Regions from separate parts of the Sus scrofa genome. Here all the other regions are linked to region 1. The links are chromatin contacts, called in public promoter capture Hi-C maps. All regions are on one chromosome and are shown on one strand. Each heading gives the region's core, a stretch centred on a gene start, on an enhancer-like site or on the middle of the called end of the contact. The rest is flanking DNA. Distances are from core to core; before and after follow the strand shown.

Region 1 (2,657 bases), core at 90-2,589:
CGCACGTATGGCCCTAAAAAGACAAAAAAAAGAAAAAAATTATTTTATTTTTTATTGAAGTACAGTTGATTTACAAGAATCTGAATAATATATATATACACATACATATGTATATATATAAAACTGAATCACTTTGTTGTATGCATGGTATTATATCTTTTACTTATCTGGAATGTAAGCTCCTCAGGGAAGGAATTTTCTTTTAATTTGAAAGCCTTGCAGATATTTTAATGTAATTTTTAATTAAATTAAACTTTTGAACAGGCAACTCATTTACATGGTTGAAAGTGAAAACTATATAAAAGATATTCAGAGACTTCTCATTCCATTCCTGCCTATGACCATCCAGTTTCCCCTTCCCCCCATAAAATCATTTTTATTAGTTTTTGAATATTTCTTTATGCAAAGATATATGTATTTGTACATATACATGTATATTGTTGTTTTTCATCTTATACCCAAAGTGTCATTTAATATATAGTTGACATCTTGCATTCATGTTCCTTTAAAATATTTCCTGGACATTATTTCTTATCAGTTTATACAGAACTTTCTCATTCTTTTTAAATTTTTATTATTTATTTATTGATAGGCAAGAAATAGATTTACTATGATATGACGCTTGTGGGAGGTACAAACGGGCAGGCAAGGAAGCACTGCTTATCATTCTTTTTTTTTTTTTTTTTTTTTTGCTTTTTAGGGCTGCACCTGTGACATATGGAGGTTCCGAGTCTAGGGGTTGAATCGGAGCTGTAGCTGCGGGCCTCTGCCACAGCAACGCAACACAGGCTCCCAACCAAGTCTACAACTTACACCACAGCTCACAGCAACACCAGATCCTTAAATCTCTGAGCAAGGCCATGGATCCAACCCGCAACCTCATGGTTCCTAGTCGGATTTGTTTCCACTGCGCCATGACGCGAAGTCCTCATTTTTATTTTTTTTTTAATAGCTGTTAAATTAGTCCCTTTTGAGAACTTACCAGAGTTTATTTAATCACTTCCCTACTGATAAACACTTGTGGCTTCCATCTTTTGCTCTGTAGGACAGGGATTTTCGTGTTGAATCCTCCAAAGTCGTGAAGTCTTTCTGCATGTAGCTAACTGTAAATAAACAATCACAGAGAGAATGAGTGGTGAATTGACCTGCATTAATTAGCTAAGGAGGGTGGTAGAAAGGGAGCCCAAGGCCGGAGGGCGTTGCTGCGCGGAGGTCTCAGCAGGTGGCGCTGCAGGCGGCGCACGCGCCTGGCCTTGCGGGCCCCGCCGCTCTTGCCGTGTATGCCTACAGCGGCGCCGGGACGCGCGTTGGGGGTAGGGCGAGTCATATGACCTGCTCGGCTTCCTGGCTTCTGCTGTCGCCGCCCGCCTGTGTCCGCCAGCGTCGCGCCGGGGCCCCGAGGAGCCGTTGCGGGGGGTCCGGGCCAAGGCCCGCTCGTGTGGAGTTCGTCGCCGCAGCTGCCCACCCGCTTGCCCATCAGTCTTCCCTCCCGACCGCCATCATGCTGGCGCTCATCTCCCGCCTGCTGGACTGGTTCCGCTCGCTCTTTTGGAAGGAGGAGATGGAGCTGACGCTCGTGGGGCTGCAGTACTCGGGCAAGACCACTTTCGTCAATGTCATCGCGGTGAGTGCTCTTGCTAACCCGCCCGGGGCGCAGAAGCCCGCGAGTCCGCCCGGCAGCCGCCCAAGGGCCTGTCCTGGGGTCCCCTCCGCGCGGCGGAGCTCTAGGTAATGTGGGGCGGCGGGGGGGTGGGGTGCGGTGCAGCGCACGCCGTGCCTGTCACCTCCCCGAGGGCCAAGATTTAGAGTTTTCCCGCGTGTTGGTAGATGAAGTGGAGTGTTGGGGTCGGCAGCTGAAGGGTTAATTCCATTTGGTCATCTTCGAAGCGTCGCGTCCTCATCGGCGCCTGGGCTTGGAAAGGTTAGAATTGGACTTGTGTTTAAGGCGCTTTGGGGGATGGGGGTTTCCTTAGGGTTTGATCTGTAGGGGCGGCGGAAGGGTTAACTCCAGCTTGTCACTTTCCCGAAGGGTGGGATGTGGCGAGTTTCGCTGTTCCGTGAGAAGGCATGCATACAAATTGAGATCCTTTCTCAACTAGCCACTCGGGACGAGGAGCCCCATTGTGAGGAACGCGCGGGACCAGTGTGGGCTTCTTCCTGAATTCTGTGGGCAGCCCGTCCCCTGTAATTCGGTTACTGGCTTTCACCGGTTCCCCTAGGGGCCAAGATCCAGTTGATTGCGCTGCGCTGGCGGGTGGAAGCTGGGGAGAGACATTTCCCAGTGGTGGACAGCTTTTATTTTATTTATCATTTATTTCTAAATTGAAGTACAGTTGACTTACAAGTGTACAGCTTTTATTAAATCAAGGAGTTGGGGGAATCTCTGCTTTTCTAGAGTTCTCACGTACGGGATAAGACGGATCTGCAGGCAGCGTAAAGTTAACTACTTTGAAAAAGAGGAGTTGGTGTTTTGTGATGGTGTTTCTTAACTGAAGAGAGAGAAAGGGACTGGATGGGAACAGAGTTTATTCGACGCCCAGGGAATGGGTATCTGGGAGGGGAAATTGCCCTGCGAACCTCTATACTATGTGGTGTTTGTTCAGCAGTGGTTGAGGGGAAAGAGGATGATTAAATTTTGCCTGTTTGGTTGGCTGGGG
Region 2 (2,657 bases), core at 115-2,614, 600 kb before region 1:
GACCCCTGGCCTGGGAACCTCCATATGCCACGGCAGCGGCCCATGAAATAACAAAAAGACCAAAAAAAAAAAAAAAGAAAGGATGTACTAGCATAAAAAAAAAAGACCAGGAGTTCCCGTACTGGTTCAGTGGTTAACATATCTGACTAGGAACCACGAGGTTGCGGGTTCAATCCCTGGCCTCCCTCAGTGGGTTAAGGATTCGTCGTTGCCGTGAGCTGTGGTGTAGGTCACAGATGCGGCTGGGATCTGGAGTTGCTCTGGCTGTGGTGTCCGTGGACAGCTACAACTCCGATTAGACCCCTTGCCTGGGAACCTCCATATGCCAAGGGAGTGGCCTTAGAAAAGGCAAAAAAAGACCAAAAAGAAGGAGCACTTCTTTAGGAGTCATAAGATCTAAGTTGTTTCCACAACCACACCTATACGCAAAATACCCAGAATATAGTGTGAAATAAGTAGTAGTTACTATTAATGTTATTATATACACATCCTAGTCATAATACATCCAGGCACTGGATGGTATAGATAAATAATAGTAATAAAGCAACTACTGTTTACTTAGTCCTTCCCACGTGCTAGGGACAGGAGGATAAATAAGGATAAATAAATAAGTCCCTGTCCTGAGGAACCAGAGTCTGCTACAAAAGACTACCGATAAGCATACAGCAATGTCAGAGACACTGAGACCCAGTGTCCTAACTCCTTCACAGTTAACGAGAGGTACTCAAGACTTAAACCCATAGCTATCTGACTTAACTCTGAGAACCTCATGGGGAGGAAAGGGTGGATGGAGGAGGATGCAGTAGATAAGAGGTAAGAAGAGACAACTATCCTAACACTAAATTCCTAACTCCAAAAATTACACAGAGCCCCGAGGCCCAGCCATTTTAGAGGTCAAGGAGGAAGAACTCATCAAATTGTGCGCCAAGGAGAGGAGGAAAAACTCCTCACCAAGGTGTGCGATTTGAAGTGTGATTATAATCTTTACTCGCCTTCCTCCGAGCCCTTGCTTTACCCATCCCAAGCCTGTGAAAGAACCCGGCGACTCCCCCCGTTGTCAGGGAGTCCAAAAAGCACCTTCGTGAGCGGGAACTGCCGCTCTCTAGGGACCGGGCCCGGGGCGTTCGCCTCCCGCGAGTACTGCTGCGCGGCCGCTGAGCTGCCATAGGCCCCGTGCCGCTGGGGAGCGCCACAACCGCACGAGCCCGCGAGGGACGCCGCACCAGCCCCAGCCTCGGCTTCTTCGCCTCCTGCCACTCCGCCCAGCAGCAAGAGCAGCGGCAGCAAAAGGACGAGACCGAGTCCAGCGAAGCTTCCTTGAGCTGGCCCTAGCGCGGGCGCAGCCATGTTGTCCCGCGAGCCATGTGACCCTGTGGGTCACGTGGCCCCGCCCTCCTTAAAGGGCCCAAAACCTAGGCTGATTTACCTGGCCTTGAGAGCTGCCCTTTGTATAATTCTCTCCAGGTACCTTTCCTTTAGAGCCCTCCTCTTTGCCTCTGCTGACTTAAAAACACAACAAAACTCAAAAAGTCATGGCCTTCCGCAGACTGTGTGCCGCATTATTATTTCTTGGTTGAAAAGTTATAATCGAGTGTGTTGAACATTAGCTATGTGCCAGGAACCAATGCTAGGTGAGCAGTTCACTTTTTGAAATCTCATTTAATCCTCACAAGGACCCTGAATATTGGGTTCACAGAACAATTAAGTGATCTGTGCCAAGATCACATGGCAAATAAATGTCAAAAAATGAGATTGAAACTCAGCCGCACAGGGTCTCCAACAATACATTTAAACCCTGAGTGGTTTTTTTGGGGGGGTGGTTCTTGTGGGGGGTGCCTTTTTAGGGTCGCACCGGAGGAATATGGAGGTTTCTAGGCTGGGGCTTCAATTGGAGCTGTAGCCTCCGGCCCATGCCACAGCAGTGCAAGGTCCGAGTTGTGGCTGTGACCTACACCACAGTTACCAGCAACACAGGATCCTTAACCCTCTGAGCGAGTCCAGGGATCGAACCTGCATCCTCATGGGTAATAGTCGAGTTCCTTAACCACTGAGCCACAACAGGAACTCCCAAACCCTGAGTTTTAAACTATTAGGCTGCAATGTAGGCAATTCCCTAACCTTCCCTTAACAGGAAAATGGAAGATGAACATGTTGAAAACCACTCACCAAGGGATACAGAGAAATCCAGACTGTGGGATTTGGACAGCAGTGGCCCTCAAAGTGTTGTCCTGGACCAGCAGCATCAGCATCAGCTAGGAACTTGTTAGAAATATAATACTTAATCAGAATCTGTACTTTTCACAAGTTCTCCAGATGATTCTAAAGCATACTGAAGTTTGAGGACCCCTGTTTTGTATGACCCAATGTCTTCAGAGAAAAAAAAAAAAAAAAAAGGCAAAACAAAAACCAGAAAAGGAAGGGATGTAGAGATTAAAAATAAAATCTCACCCAGTTGCAGTGTATACGAATCTTATCTACTATGTCGAACTTGCTGATCACAAAATTTTTAGGTTGCCTAAAAATAAAATTTAAAAATTTGATAAACTTTTAGGGTCACACCTAGGGCCATTTAAGTGAAGTGCTCACCTAAATAAAATTACAATATTTTATAAAATGAAGACTTACTATCAGTTTTTTTAGGGGGGTTAGGAGTGATA
Region 3 (2,657 bases), core at 64-2,563, 570 kb before region 1:
TGGGAAGTTACCTGATTTCTTTGAGCCCTCGTTTGTCAAATAGGGATAATACATATGCCTACGGTTGTTAAAACTTAACAGCTTTAAGCATGAAAAGTGCATGTGGTCTGGACTCAATAAAATCTGCCTAATTATTATTACCATTGTTGTTGCAGCAGATCTATGCGGTGGCAAGCTGTGTCTGTTCGGAATTCTATGATGTGGTTTTGGCTCACTACCATGCCCCAGTGCCTGGCACCCAGTAGATTCTCAGGAAACGTTTCTGCAATGAACGCACATCGTCTGAGGCAGGGAGGGCATCTGGCAGACTTGGCCTCCGAACTTAGCTTCTGCCCTTCTTCCAAAAACCAGAGTCTGAAGCAGATTGTAACCCGGGACGTCCAGGCTCTCCTGAGCAGTGAGCTGAAACCCATCTTGCCCCCGAAGCCCCTGTGGGAGCTGCTGGAGGGCACCCCGCCTGAACGCGCATCTTTGTGTAAGCTACTCATTCCAAAGCCCTTGTTTTTCTGGTTTGCGGTTTATTTACTTAAGCATTTACAGCTCCCAGGAGCAGAGGGGCTGCTAGAAGCAGGGTCAGGACCGAGGTCGCGGTTTGTATTTATTTTCTGCTTCCCAATCCCAGCCCTGGCAAGTCAAAACTCGGTTCCTTTATTTGTACACCGAGAGGCTTAAGTTTCTATACCTCCTGCGGGGCGAGGAAAGACACATGCAGTTCGGGTTCAGGAAAGTGCTCTCTAGCCACTTGCCAGCGTCCCTGCTAGTGTTGCTCCCAGACTTAATTTTCTGTGCAAACCCGAACCGGGCGGAGCAGATTAAATAAAGACAACCTCGCGCCTTTAATCCTTGACCGCAAACACTGGCTTTTTCGTGCCCTGGATTTCTGAAATTCTTGGCTCTGGTACTCAAAGCGGGGGGAGGGTGGGTAACAGCTTGTAAAAACTTCCCAAAGCAGAAATCCGAGCTCCTCTCGCCCCTTGCTACCAGGGACACCTGGATTCTAGGGAAAGGGGACAGCCAAAGGAGGAGCGTCCCCAAGGGTTGGGGGCGCCCTCCAGGGGTAGTTTTGGGTCGCCGTCTCCAAGTCCAGCCAGCTCCCAGCACTGAACCGGGTTTGAAGCCTCGGCGCGGGGCAGGACGCCCCTCCCTGTCCCCGCGCGCGTCTATTTAGAGCTCAGCCCGGTAGCCCATGGGATTCTGGGACTTGTAGTTCGTCACCGCGGCCCCAGGCGCCGCCACGACCCTGGGCTCGGACTACATTGCCCAGGGAGCTTCCCGGCCTATATAAGCTGCCAGGAGCCGCTTCAAAGTGCAGTAACCATGTGGATGTGCTGCTGAAGCGTTTCCTCAAGCTTGCTGGGGTGGGAGGAGAGGAGGAGGAGGTGGTGGTGGTGGAGGAGGAGGCAGAGGGTGGAGAGAGAGAAAGCGCACGCCGAGAGGAGGTGTGGGTGTTCCGCTTCCATCCTAACGGAACGAGCTCCCTCTTCGCGGACATGGGATTACCCAGCAGCCGCTAACCCCTCTCCTCGCCCTGCTCCCCCAAACCGGCGTGGCTCCCCGGGCACCAAGGTAGAGGTTGGGGCCGGGCGGAGGGCGCGGGGAGTTGGTACTGTCCCCCCGGGCGCAGAAGTTTTTGCCTCGCTTTTTGGTAGTTCTTGGTGGATTTGCATGCACTTGCGTGCATTTGGGGGTTCTTTTACTGAGGACGTTTTGGGGGGGGGTTCATTTGAGGTTAAAAAAAAAATTCTCAACTCCATCGCCTGGCTTTGAGGACTACCCATTCTGGATTGGAATGGCATTCCCCCAAGTTGGAAACTGTTGCAGCAGCTGCAGGAAATAGTTTTTTTTTTTTTGGGGGGGGGGGCGTGGGGATGTCCTCTGTGAGTCCGCTCAAGGAAATAATCTTTCTTAAAATGTAGCCCTCCCTCGTGCTGCATGGTTGGGAGAATAATGCATTTGGGGGTCCCGGTGAAGAGGGTTTTAAAAAACGGAAGAAAACCCGAGGAGCGGTGAAGGACCAAGTGTGGACGAAGCTCACGCCCGATGAGGATGCGGGCTTCAGATACTTGGCCTTCGCTCCGGGAAACAAGTGCTTTGGGATCTGCCAAACACTTCCCTTAGTCTCAGATCTTCCCGGCACACTGGAAGTTTGTGCGTTCCTAGTCTCACTTATCAGTTACATATTAGAAACAAATAGGCGAAGTTACCTGTAACCTTCACCTCTTGATCCCACCAACACACCCGTCAAATTTGGCGGTGGCGGTGGCCCTGTGTGTGTGTATGTAGGTGGGAGGGGGTTTGTCCCTCCAGGAAAGAGCCTAAAGAAAGTGGAAGTGTGGAATTTGAGAATTTCTATTAGGGACTCATCATCAGCCAATCTTATATTCAGTCTTCTTTCTTAATATGCAGGAGCTGACTACAGAGGAACAGGACTCGCACCCCTGGCTGGGCGTGTTTTGGCAACAGAGTGCCTGACCTGGGTCAGGTAAGTGTGGAAGCCTTAGAGCTGTAGTCCATAATAAGTTTTTGTCCTAGCCTATTTTAAGTTCTCTCTAAAGAGCCATGGAGAAGGGGAGCAGGAAAGAAAGGGAAATTCCATGGCTCAGTCTCCAAAATTTGTCACCACCTTGGATGAGGGCTTTAGGGAGCTGATGATAACC

Evidence for each region. Promoter capture Hi-C pulls out the DNA fragments that hold promoters and counts their contacts.
Region 2: a promoter capture Hi-C map of liver shows a contact between it and region 1, with 5 times the contacts expected there. The contact joins the promoter of SUMF1 here to the promoter of ARL8B in region 1. A contact is called at or near these places in 1 of 5 promoter capture datasets (liver) and 1 of 2 datasets of contacts at active chromatin or transcription factors (alveolar macrophages).
Region 3: a promoter capture Hi-C map of liver shows a contact between it and region 1, with 4 times the contacts expected there. The contact joins the promoter of ITPR1 here to the promoter of ARL8B in region 1. A contact is called at or near these places in 1 of 5 promoter capture datasets (liver) and 2 of 2 datasets of contacts at active chromatin or transcription factors (alveolar macrophages and skeletal muscle).

Annotation. Positions count from the first base shown.
Region 1 is chr13:61,639,344-61,642,000 of Sscrofa11.1, forward strand. ARL8B (ADP ribosylation factor like GTPase 8B) reads left to right here and starts at 1,340. Exons shown (of 8, transcript NM_001252214.1): 1 at 1,340-1,624. The coding sequence starts at 1,502.
Region 2 is chr13:61,035,924-61,038,580 of Sscrofa11.1, forward strand. It overlaps SUMF1 (sulfatase modifying factor 1), which reads right to left and starts at 1,365. Exons shown (of 9, transcript NM_001244932.1): 1 at 1,078-1,365. The coding sequence starts at 1,347.
Region 3 is chr13:61,066,818-61,069,474 of Sscrofa11.1, forward strand. It overlaps ITPR1 (inositol 1,4,5-trisphosphate receptor type 1), which reads left to right and starts at 1,314. Exons shown (of 59, transcript XM_021069282.1): 1 at 1,314-1,566; 2 at 2,407-2,482.